Linked DNA regions of Sus scrofa: all the other regions are linked to region 3. Evidence: chromatin contacts called from public Hi-C and HiChIP or PLAC-seq data. All regions are on one chromosome and are shown on one strand. The core of a region is the stretch at or near the end of the contact, and the rest is flanking DNA. Distances in the headings are between cores, read along the strand shown.

Region 1 (3,187 bases), core at 566-3,065, 97 kb before region 3:
TTAATTATGGAAAAATTTTAACATGTATAAAAGTAGAGTACAATGATCATCCCCATACACTCATCATCCAGCTTCAACAATTACCAATTCCTGGTCAGTGATGTTTCAACAAACCTCCTAACTGCTCCTCACCCTACACAGGAATACTCTGAAGCACTAGGATAGTTTTAAGATGAGCAAAACAAAAGCATTTAAGGAGTTCCCTTTGGCGCAGCGGGTTAAGGGTTGGGGGTTGTCACTGCTGTGGCAAGGGCCTGATCCCTGGTCTGAGAACTTCTGCATGCCATGGGCACCGAAACAAACAAAAACCAAAAAGCATTTTAGGTACTGGTGGGGAGGCATGAAGAGAAAAAGACTGAAAATGCAAAAAAGAGAAACGGGGGAAATGGATTAAGGACCCTGAAGAGGCAGGTGGGACTGTGGACTTTCGCGGAAGGGGAATTAGAATGAAATGGGGGTGCCGTTAGTCTGGATAAGCATTCTGCATAGAAAAAACAGGATGAAGCAAGGGAAGGAAGTGCCTTGAGAAGCAGGGTGGGCAGGTACAATGGGGAGAGTTAGTCCAGGACTAGGGGAGGTTTAAACTAGCCTGAGAGTTAGCCTGGTTAGGAACTGGATTAGCCTGGGACACGGTAAGAGCTGGCCTGTAACTTGGAAGAGGTTAATTTAGGAGGAGGCGAAAGGCTAAAGGAGGCCAGCCCGCGACAAGAGGGGTTAATCTGGACAAAGTGGTGAGGGGGACAGGTAAGGCCAAAGACAGGTGTCCCCTTATAAAGTGTCCCCCTTCGCCTTCATGGGGACTCATTTCCTAGTGACACCGCAGTCCCATGCTCCCGCCGCCAACGCGTGGCCAGGACCTCACCTTCACCGGGTTCCATCGCCGCTGCCGCGGCTGCCACGGCCTCCATCCTGATTTCCTACGACTCGTTAACCGCCGTGATAAGCTCTGTACGCCAATCCCAGTTGCACACTCCCGGAGGCCACTTCCGGCTGAGCACACTCCCGGGGCCCGGGGCCCCGCAGCACCAGGAACCGAAGTTCCGGGATGAGGGCGGACCTTCCTATGCGCATGCGTGCTCGCCCCGCCCTCCCGTCGGGAAGGGAAAGGGCGCCAGGGTCAGATAGGCCCTTCCGGGCAACCTCTGCCCCTAACCTGAACTGCTAGGAAATTGGAATATCAGGAGGGAAACATTGTTCAAACTGCATTGCTGTGACTCGACACCAGCATGCCTAATTTGGGGATGGTTTGAATGACCATTCTCCAGGGCCTGGGCTCATGTTTAGACCCCAAGTCTATTGTCTTATTTCTTCACCACTTCCAAGAATATTTACTAAGCCCTGGCTCTTGATTCTGTCATCAAACCTAATCTCTGGTTAGCATGAGATAGGTAATGAGATCATAGATTGGATTTACCACTTTTATATTCTAGGACCTGGAGAATCCTAGATGTGGAGAGGAGATCTCAGTCCTGATTTGCCCTAGGTTAATGGGTCCGGTGTTACCAGTGACCCTGAGTGGCCAGGGCTCCGGTGGACCCACAGGGCTAAGGGAGCTGCCCACCCTAGCCTGGTAAGCCAGGGAAGGTTCCTTTCTGGGATGAAAGGACACCCAAGCTAGGACCTGAAGGATAAGCAGGAATCAGATAAGAGGGAGATAGACAGGGTCTCAGGTAGGATTGGATAATCCTGGTTGCTGCAAAGACTTCAGTAAAGTCAGGGAATTGGAAGGTTGTTCTAACTTGAGGCCATAGTAAGGCTGCAAGGACTTGAGAACCTTGTAAAAAAATTTTTTTAAGGCCACACCTGCGACATACAGAGGTTCCCCAAGCTAGGGGTCCAACCTGAGCTGTATCTGTGGGTCTATGCCACAGCCACAGCAATGCTAGATCCGAACCGCATCTGCAACCTACAATCACAGCTCACGGCAACGCTGGATCCTTAACCCACTGAGTGAGAGGCCAGGGATCAAACCTGTATCCTCATGGCTACTACTCGGGTTCATTAATTCCTGAGCCACAATGGGAACTCCAGAACCTTGTAAATCTTTTTTTTTTTTTTTTTGTCTCTTCCTTTGCTATTTTTTGGGCCGCTCCTGTGGCATATGGAGGTTCCCAGGCTAGGGGTCTAATTGGAGCTGTAGCCACTGGCCTACGCCAGAGCCACAGCAACGCAGGATCCGAGCCGCGTCTGCAACCTACACCACAGCTCACGGCAACGCCAGATCGTTAACCCACTGAGCAAGGGCAGGGACCGAACCCGCAACCTCATGGTTCCTAGTCGGATTCGTTAACCACTGCACCACGACGGGAACTCCTGTAAATCTTTATGTAAGACTCTATGTATTTCCAAGGCATTTATGATTTTAAAAGGATTGGCCACTCCCCTATAACCTCAATTTCCAAGGCATTTATTCTAAAAGGGATTGGCAAGAGATAAAGGCAGTGAGGTCAACAGGGGCCAGGCATGTGGGGCCTTGAAGCTGTATTTAGTTTGAGCTCCTTTATCCTGTGCGGAGCAGGTAGGGGGTTATCAGGGCAAAGGCACTGGAGGTTGATAGAGATCTGTGAGGAAGCTGATACAGTAATCCAGACACTGGCCAAAAGCAGAGTAACTTCGCTTTTATATTCCCCGGGATGAGGGATCTGGAGCCATCTGGGATACACCAGGACTGACTACATTTAGACATGTTGCCAGGCCGCCAGCAGAGGGCACTGTTGCCCAACCCATGGATCTGTAGAGCCAGGGACTTCCCAGAATAGAAGACTTGAGGCCTTCCCTGAGCAGGGAGGCCACTCCAGCCACTTAGCCCAACTGGCCACCAACCTTGGCTCCATCTCAGGTTCAGATGCCTCACATCTGATCTCAAAACTAGTCAACTTTCTTCCCCTTATTTTGTAAGCTGTGTCCCCTTCACAAAGCTCTGAGACAGTTCCTATCAGGGAACAGATGGGGCTAAACTGGACACTCCTATGCCCCAGCACTGTCCGTCACAAGGGGCCAGGAGCACAGCATGTCCATAGGAGATGAAGAAATGACTCAAGTTGCTGAGGAAGGATAGGTTGTGGGGATGCAATCAGTCTTTTATCCCAGCTCACTTCTATTGTAGTAACATGTTTCCTTCTTCAGGAAGCCCTCACTCTCACCATACCACACCCCATTTTTGCCTTTGGATTGGGAGCCCCATCAG
Region 2 (2,980 bases), core at 190-2,689, 79 kb before region 3:
GGCCTCTGAACGCCCACAGAAAAGACACACAGAGTGGTACAGCCTTCCTGGAGTCTCAGATGCAGACAGACCATGTGCACCAGAACAAGCACTGTATCTAATTAGTATGTTCAGAATCTGGCAAACACTAGTTGCAACCCAACTGCTCAGCAAGAGGAAAATAGTCAGGTTCGATCCCCAGCCCAGCACAGTGGGTTTAGGATTGGGTGTTGCCGCAGCTGTGGCTTAGGTCACAGCCGTGGCTTGGATCTGATTCCTGGCCGGGAACTCCATGTGCCACAGGGCAGCCCAAAAAGAAATAAAAATTTAAAAAAGAGATGTTCATGTGTTGGGATAAAGCTCACAAAATAACATTAAGTGAAAGGGCAGGGTATCAAAATACTTCTTCTTTTTTTTTTTGTCTTTTTGCCATTTCTTGGGCCGCTCCTGCGGCATATGGAGGTTCCCAGGCTAGGGGTTGAATCGCAGCTATAGCCGCTGGCCTACACCAGAGCCACAGCAGTGCAGGATCCGAGCCACATCTGTGACCTACACCACAGCTCATGGCACCGCCGGATTGTTATCCCACTGAGCAAGGGCAGGGATCGATCCTGCAACCATATGGTTCCCAGTCAGCTTCGTTAACCACTGCGCCACCATGGGAACTCCAGGGTATCAAAATGCTTATACCATTAAGATCTCAATCATAAATGTGTGTAACAGGCACCTAGCACGGAAATAAAAAGAAAAAAGGATAAACTCTAAAACTTTAAAGGAAATTTATCTGTGTGGGTAGAATTACGGGAGAAACTTATTTTCTTTATATTTCTAAGATTTGTAGGCTAAACACAAAATTACTTATACACCAGAAGAAACATTTGAGAACAAAGACCACCAGCACAAGCTTCTGCAGCCATTTTGGTTTGCAGATGGCTTTGGCGGGGAGTGTGGAGCTGTATACCTCCTCCAGGAACTCGCTCACCAGAAGTGCCTTTCCACTATTGCCACTGAAAGGAAAGCCCCTCTTTCCAAGACTCGGACCTTACCCAAGGAGCAGTGTGGCAACTTCCTTCTGGAATCTTTCTGAGATTTAGGTCTCTTACCTTAAGAAACCCCTCTTTGGCCTAAGCTACATACCCACGACCCTCACTTCACTCTCACAGAAGCTCTCGACTCTGAGGCAGCAACAAGGAGCTGGGAAGAAGAGGCCCCCTGAACCCAGGGTTACCCACACAGCCGGGCTGTGCCACTTTCATCACATGTGGCTGCTGAGTGTCTCCCCCTCTGTCTTGGCAGCAACACGGCTCCGGAAAGGCGGCCACCAGTTCAGGCTCCCAGGCCCACTCACCTCACACTCTGCCTTGCTCTTTGGTCCAACGGTGCCCCTGATTCGCTCGCTCAGGGGAAGGTGCTGGATGAAAGTGAAGCCTGGGAGAACAGAACAGTAGGGTTCCGCCCTCTGCCCGAAGTTGAACTCTACTGCGCAATTCTTGACCAGGACATGAGGGTAGAGGGCCTGGCCCCCTAAAGCTTCCTTCTGGATTCGGAAGGCAATGCCCATCCACTTTCCATTTTTGGTGAAGGAAAGTTCCACGTCATTTCCACATTCAAAGTCCTAGGGAAAAAAGCCAAAGGAAGAGAATATGAATGCTCAGTTTAAGGCACTGGGAGCCACAGGTCAGAGAGCAGATGCAGGGAGTGGAAACAGAGCTGGCGCCCCATATTCAAATGCATCCCTCAACATACAGATACACCTGGTCAGGCAGCACCAGGAACAGCTCAGAAAACATGCAGCCCAAAGCCCCAAAGCTGGTGGACATGAATTGTGTACTCTTATGAAGCTCCAAGTATTTGAGTCTTGTGCCTGAGATGGAGAGGAAGCAAAAAGCGGTCCTTCCCGTCTTCAACCCTAGCAAGATAACAGATGGAAAGCAAGCCACAGCAGGGCCTTTCAAGTCAAGCCCAGCTCTACAAATGCATTCATTTATTTGCTCAACATGTGTTCCATGAGTTCCTACTCTTCCTGACGCGTATGTCTACAGTGATCTGGGCCTGACAGAGCTCAGGGCCCAGTGGGTAATCAAATAAGGACACTATCCTAATTCGGTAAGAGCACCTACACAGGAGCAAGATTCTTTGAAGAGGAACCCATAAACCAAGTCTGGGGTAGGAGGAAAGAGTCAGTCCTAAAGAGAATTATCCTCTGTATACAAACCTAGCAGTGAGGGAACACAGGGTCAGCCTGGCCGAGGCATATGGAACCAAGGGCTGGGGCCAGGGGATTAATTTCAGGTATGGTTGGAGAGCCTGGCAGAGATGATATTCATTAATTCAACAATTTACTGAGTCCTTACTGAGCAGCTCAAGTTTACTGGTGAAGATCCTGTTTTGGAAGGGGGACTGCTTCAGCTCTCATTTACTGCATCTTCAGTTTCCTTATCAAAAAAGTGGGGCTGGAGTTCCCGTCGTGGCTCAGCAGTTAACGAACCCAGCCAGTATCCATGAGGACACGGGTTTGATCCCTGGCCTCGCTCAGTGGGTTAAGGATCTGGTATTGCCGTGAGCTGTGGTGTAGGTTGCAGACATGGCTCTGATTCCGTGTTGCTATGGCTGTGGTGTAGGCCAGCAGCTATAGCTCCATTCAACCCCTAGCCTGGGAACCTCCAAGTGCCGTGGGTGCAGCCCTGAAAAAAGGCAAAAAACAAAAAACAACAAAAAAGAGGGGCCATGATAAGATTCTATACTGTTTATATAGAGTTATTCTGAGGATTAACCAGGTAACTGATCACAGGGAGTGCACAATGGTGCTCTCACTCCGAGATGCCACGCACTGTGCTGGGCTGAAATGGTGGGGAGCAGACATGGTCCCTTGTCCTCAGTGAATGAGGGGCGCTCTGTCACCTCAAGTTTGGATTCATGCTGATGGCAGAAGAGCAGAGCCCCTAACTTATAGGGGAATGGTCTGGTTAGAACAGTGTTATAGGGAGTTCTTGCTATGGCA
Region 3 (3,333 bases), core at 638-3,137:
GTTCCCAGGCTAGGGGTGGAATCAGATCTGTAGCTGCTGGCCTACACCACAGCAATGCCAGATCCTTAACCCACTGAGGGAGGCCAGTGATTGAACCCTCATCCTCATGGATACTAGTCAGGTTTGTTACTGCTGAGCCACAACAGGAACTCCAAGCCACCCCTTCCTTTCCTTTCTTTTTTTTTTTTTTGTCTTTTTGTTTTTTTAGGGCCGCACCCACAGCATATGGAGGTTCCCAGGCTAGGGGGTCAAATCAGAGCTGTAGCCACTGGCCTATGCCAGAGCCACAGCAACACGTGATCCGAGCCAAGTTTATGACCTACACCAGAGCTCACTCACGGCAATGCCAGATCCTTGACATGCTAAGCGAGGCCAGGGATCGAACCCGCAACCTCATGGTTCCTAGTCGGATTTGTTAACTACTGTGCCGCAATGGGAACTCCAAGCCATCCCTTTCAATCCGTGCTAAATCTTCAAATTCTGGAGCAGATACCACCTAGCCACGGTCCCATTTCTTCCAAGATTGCCACCCTCCTTGAGACATTCTGAAAGACCCCAGACTCTTTTTGAACAGGGAATCTCTGGCCTCTTCCCACCCACCCATCCCAAAAGATTGGGCTTCGGTCCTTCTTTCATGTTCTTCCCTTTCTCTGTCCCAGGAACTTCCAGCTTCCTCCCAGCTGAGCTCCACCCAGCTCCACGCCCCACCCCCCACATCCCCCTAGGTCTCTGCAGATAGATTCCTGGAACTCCAGCCTCTGCCTCCAACTCCCCCCCCCCGGGGGGGGTAACACACTCTCCCCCCTCCTCAGGATGGCTCCCCTGTATTCCCTCTCTCGCTGGGACAAGCCACCACATCACAGCGTCAGTTTCTCTTCTGCTTGAGGACTGTCTTTCTCAGCTTTGGTGCCCGGCCCCTCCACGCCCAACCTTGCCAGGAGTCTGCTGGTCTCTGTAACCCGGGACCCCTGCCACTCTGGATCCTGCTTCCTAGCTCTCAAACTCTCTCCAGGGTTCTGTAGGCAAAATTCTGCCCCTCCTAGCCCCCAGCCCCCACCCCAGGATCCTCTCTCCCCAAGACTCCCCCCACTCCTCCTCTCAGCCCTGGACCCCTACTCCTGCCCCGCCCCGGAGCATCCACAGCTGCTCTGCCCTGGGACCCTTTGCCTGCATCCTCCAGGATACCCAAGGGCCTCTCTGCCTGCTTTCTCTCCTGGGGGTCCCCTGGGTCTCTTGGTCCTGGCACCCGCCCCCACTCCTTCCTGGCCAGGGCGGCGGCGCGGCCCCTCACCCGCATGAGTCCCAAGTAGAGAGCCCCGGGCCGGAGCTGCAGCAGGTTCCCCAGCAGCGGCAGCGGCGCGGGCCCAGGGGGCAGGTGGCCTCCGGTCCGGATCCCAGGCAGCGCCAGCGCCAGCAGCAGCAGCAGCACCAGCACCAGCAGCAGCGCCCAGGTGCCTGCCGCCTCCATCTCGGCAGGTTGCTGCTTCCGCGGCTCCCAGACGCTCCACGAGGCTGGGCCAGTTGGGGGCGGGTGCCGGGCGGCTCCCTCCACGGCGAAGCGAAATCTGGCGGACGGAGGCGGGGCAGCTAGCCTTTCCTCTGGCCTAAGGGCAGGGTTCTTTCCCTGCCGCCGGATTTCTTTCCCCCAGACTGCCGCCGCCGCCTGGTGTCGGGGACACACGCTCCAGCGGTCGTCTCCCCGGTCACCCAGGTTGGAGGGGGCGGAGACAGCTTTTTGGGCCGCAGGTAGGGCGTGGGCAGAAGGGAGGAACCTGAAGCTGGAGACCTTGGCCGCCTCCAGGAGGCCACACCCAGTGCCTGGCTGTGACCCCTCTCGCTCTCCGCAGCTCCTGCCTCCCTGCTCACTGCTACCAGGGTGTGCGTTCGCGTGTGAGTGCTTGTCGGGTGGGTACGTGCGTGTGGACAGATACATGTAAATCAATGCAACTGGGACACACCCTCACATCATGCACGAAAATAAACTCAGAATGGCTTAAAGACCTAGATATAAGACCAGATACTATAAAACGCTTAGAGGAAAACATAGGCCAAACACTCTCTGATGTAAATGACAGCAACATCTTCTCAGATCCACCTCTTAGAGTCACGACGGTAAAAACAAAAATTAACAGATCGGACTTAATTAAACTTAAAAGTTTCTGCACAGCAAAGGAAACCCTAAACAAAACAAGAAGACAACCCACAGAATGGGAAAAAATATTTGCAAATGAATTGACCAAGGGATTCATCTCTAAAATTTATAAACACCTCCTACTGCTCCATACCAAAAGAACAAACAACCCCCACCAAAAAAAAGGGCAGAAGATCTAAACAGACAATTCTCCAAAGAAGACGTACAGATGGCCAAGAAACACATGAAAAGATGTTCAACATCAGTCATGATTAGAGAAATGCAAATCAAACCTCTTTGAGGTACCACCTTACACCAGCCAGAATGGCCATCATCAAAAAGTCTACAAACAATAAGTGCTGGAGAGGGTGTGGAGAAAAAGGAGCCCTATGACACTGTTGGTGGGAATGTAAATGGCGCAACCACTGTGGAAAACAGTATGGAGATTCCTCAGAAAACTAAAAATAGAACTACCATTTGACCCAGCAATCTCACTCCTGGGCATCTATCCAGAGAAAGCCATGACTTGAAAAGACACATGTACTCCAAGGTTCATTGCAGCACTATTTGCAATAGCCAAGACATGGAAACAACCTAAATGTCCACTGACAGAGGAGTGGATCAAGAAGATGTGGTACATATACACGATGGAATATTAGCCATTAAAAGGAACGAAATACTGGCATTTTTAGCAACATGGATGGACTTAGAAATTATCATGCTAAGTGAAGTCAGTCAGACAATGAGACACCAACATCAAATGCTTTCACTGACATGTGGAATCTGAAAAAAGGACAGAATGAACTTTGCAGAACAGATACTGACTCACAGACTTTGAAAAACTTATGCTTTCCAAAGGAGACAGGTTTGAGGGGGTGGGGGGGATACACTGAGGGTTTGGGATGGAAATGCTATAAAACTGGGTTGTGATGATCATTGTACAACTACAAATGTAATAAATTCATTGAGTAATATTAAAAAAATAAAATAGGGAGTTCCCGTCGTGGCGCAGTGGTTAACGAATCCGACTAGGAATCATGAGGTTGCAGGTTCGGTCCCTGCCCTTGCTCAGTGGGTTAAGGATCCGGCGTTGCCGTGAGCTGTGGTGTAGGTTGCAGACGTGGCTCAGATCCCCAGTTGCTGTGGCTCTGGCGTAGGCCGGGGGCTATAGCTCCAATTCGACCCCTAGCCTGGGAACCTCC

The links. Hi-C and Micro-C count contacts between places; a contact is called where the count stands out from the background. HiChIP or PLAC-seq counts read pairs in DNA pulled down with a chosen protein or histone mark.
Region 1: a Hi-C map of retroperitoneal adipose tissue shows a contact between it and region 3, with 2.0 times the contacts expected there. The contact joins the promoter of CCDC97 here to the promoter of LOC106510546 in region 3. A contact is called at or near these places in 2 of 5 promoter capture datasets (fetal liver and liver), 33 of 47 Hi-C or Micro-C datasets (adipose tissue, alveolar macrophages, blood and 17 more) and 2 of 2 datasets of contacts at active chromatin or transcription factors (alveolar macrophages and skeletal muscle).
Region 2: an H3K27ac HiChIP or PLAC-seq map of alveolar macrophages shows a contact between it and region 3. The contact joins the enhancer-like site here to the promoter of LOC106510546 in region 3. A contact is called at or near these places in 1 of 47 Hi-C or Micro-C datasets (liver) and 1 of 2 datasets of contacts at active chromatin or transcription factors (alveolar macrophages).

Annotation. Positions count from the first base shown.
Region 1 is chr6:49,316,505-49,319,691 of Sscrofa11.1, reverse strand. CCDC97 (coiled-coil domain-containing protein 97) reads right to left here and starts at 1,815. Exons shown (of 5, transcript XM_021094417.1): 1 at 863-1,815. The coding sequence starts at 908.
Region 2 is chr6:49,298,905-49,301,884 of Sscrofa11.1, reverse strand. HNRNPUL1 (heterogeneous nuclear ribonucleoprotein U-like protein 1) reads right to left here. Exons shown (of 17, transcript XM_021094416.1): 8 at 1,328-1,594. Among named protein-coding and RNA genes, the nearest start is that of CCDC97, 17 kb to the left of the region's middle. Within about 2 kb of position 1,439, at least 1 of the 83 cell types and tissues checked has an H3K27ac peak or open chromatin away from gene starts, as enhancers often do. A contact at or near this core is called in alveolar macrophages, where this site is marked.
Region 3 is chr6:49,219,915-49,223,247 of Sscrofa11.1, reverse strand. It overlaps LOC106510546 (cytochrome P450 2S1), which reads right to left and starts at 1,887. Exons shown (of 9, transcript XM_021094414.1): 1 at 1,292-1,887. The coding sequence starts at 1,468.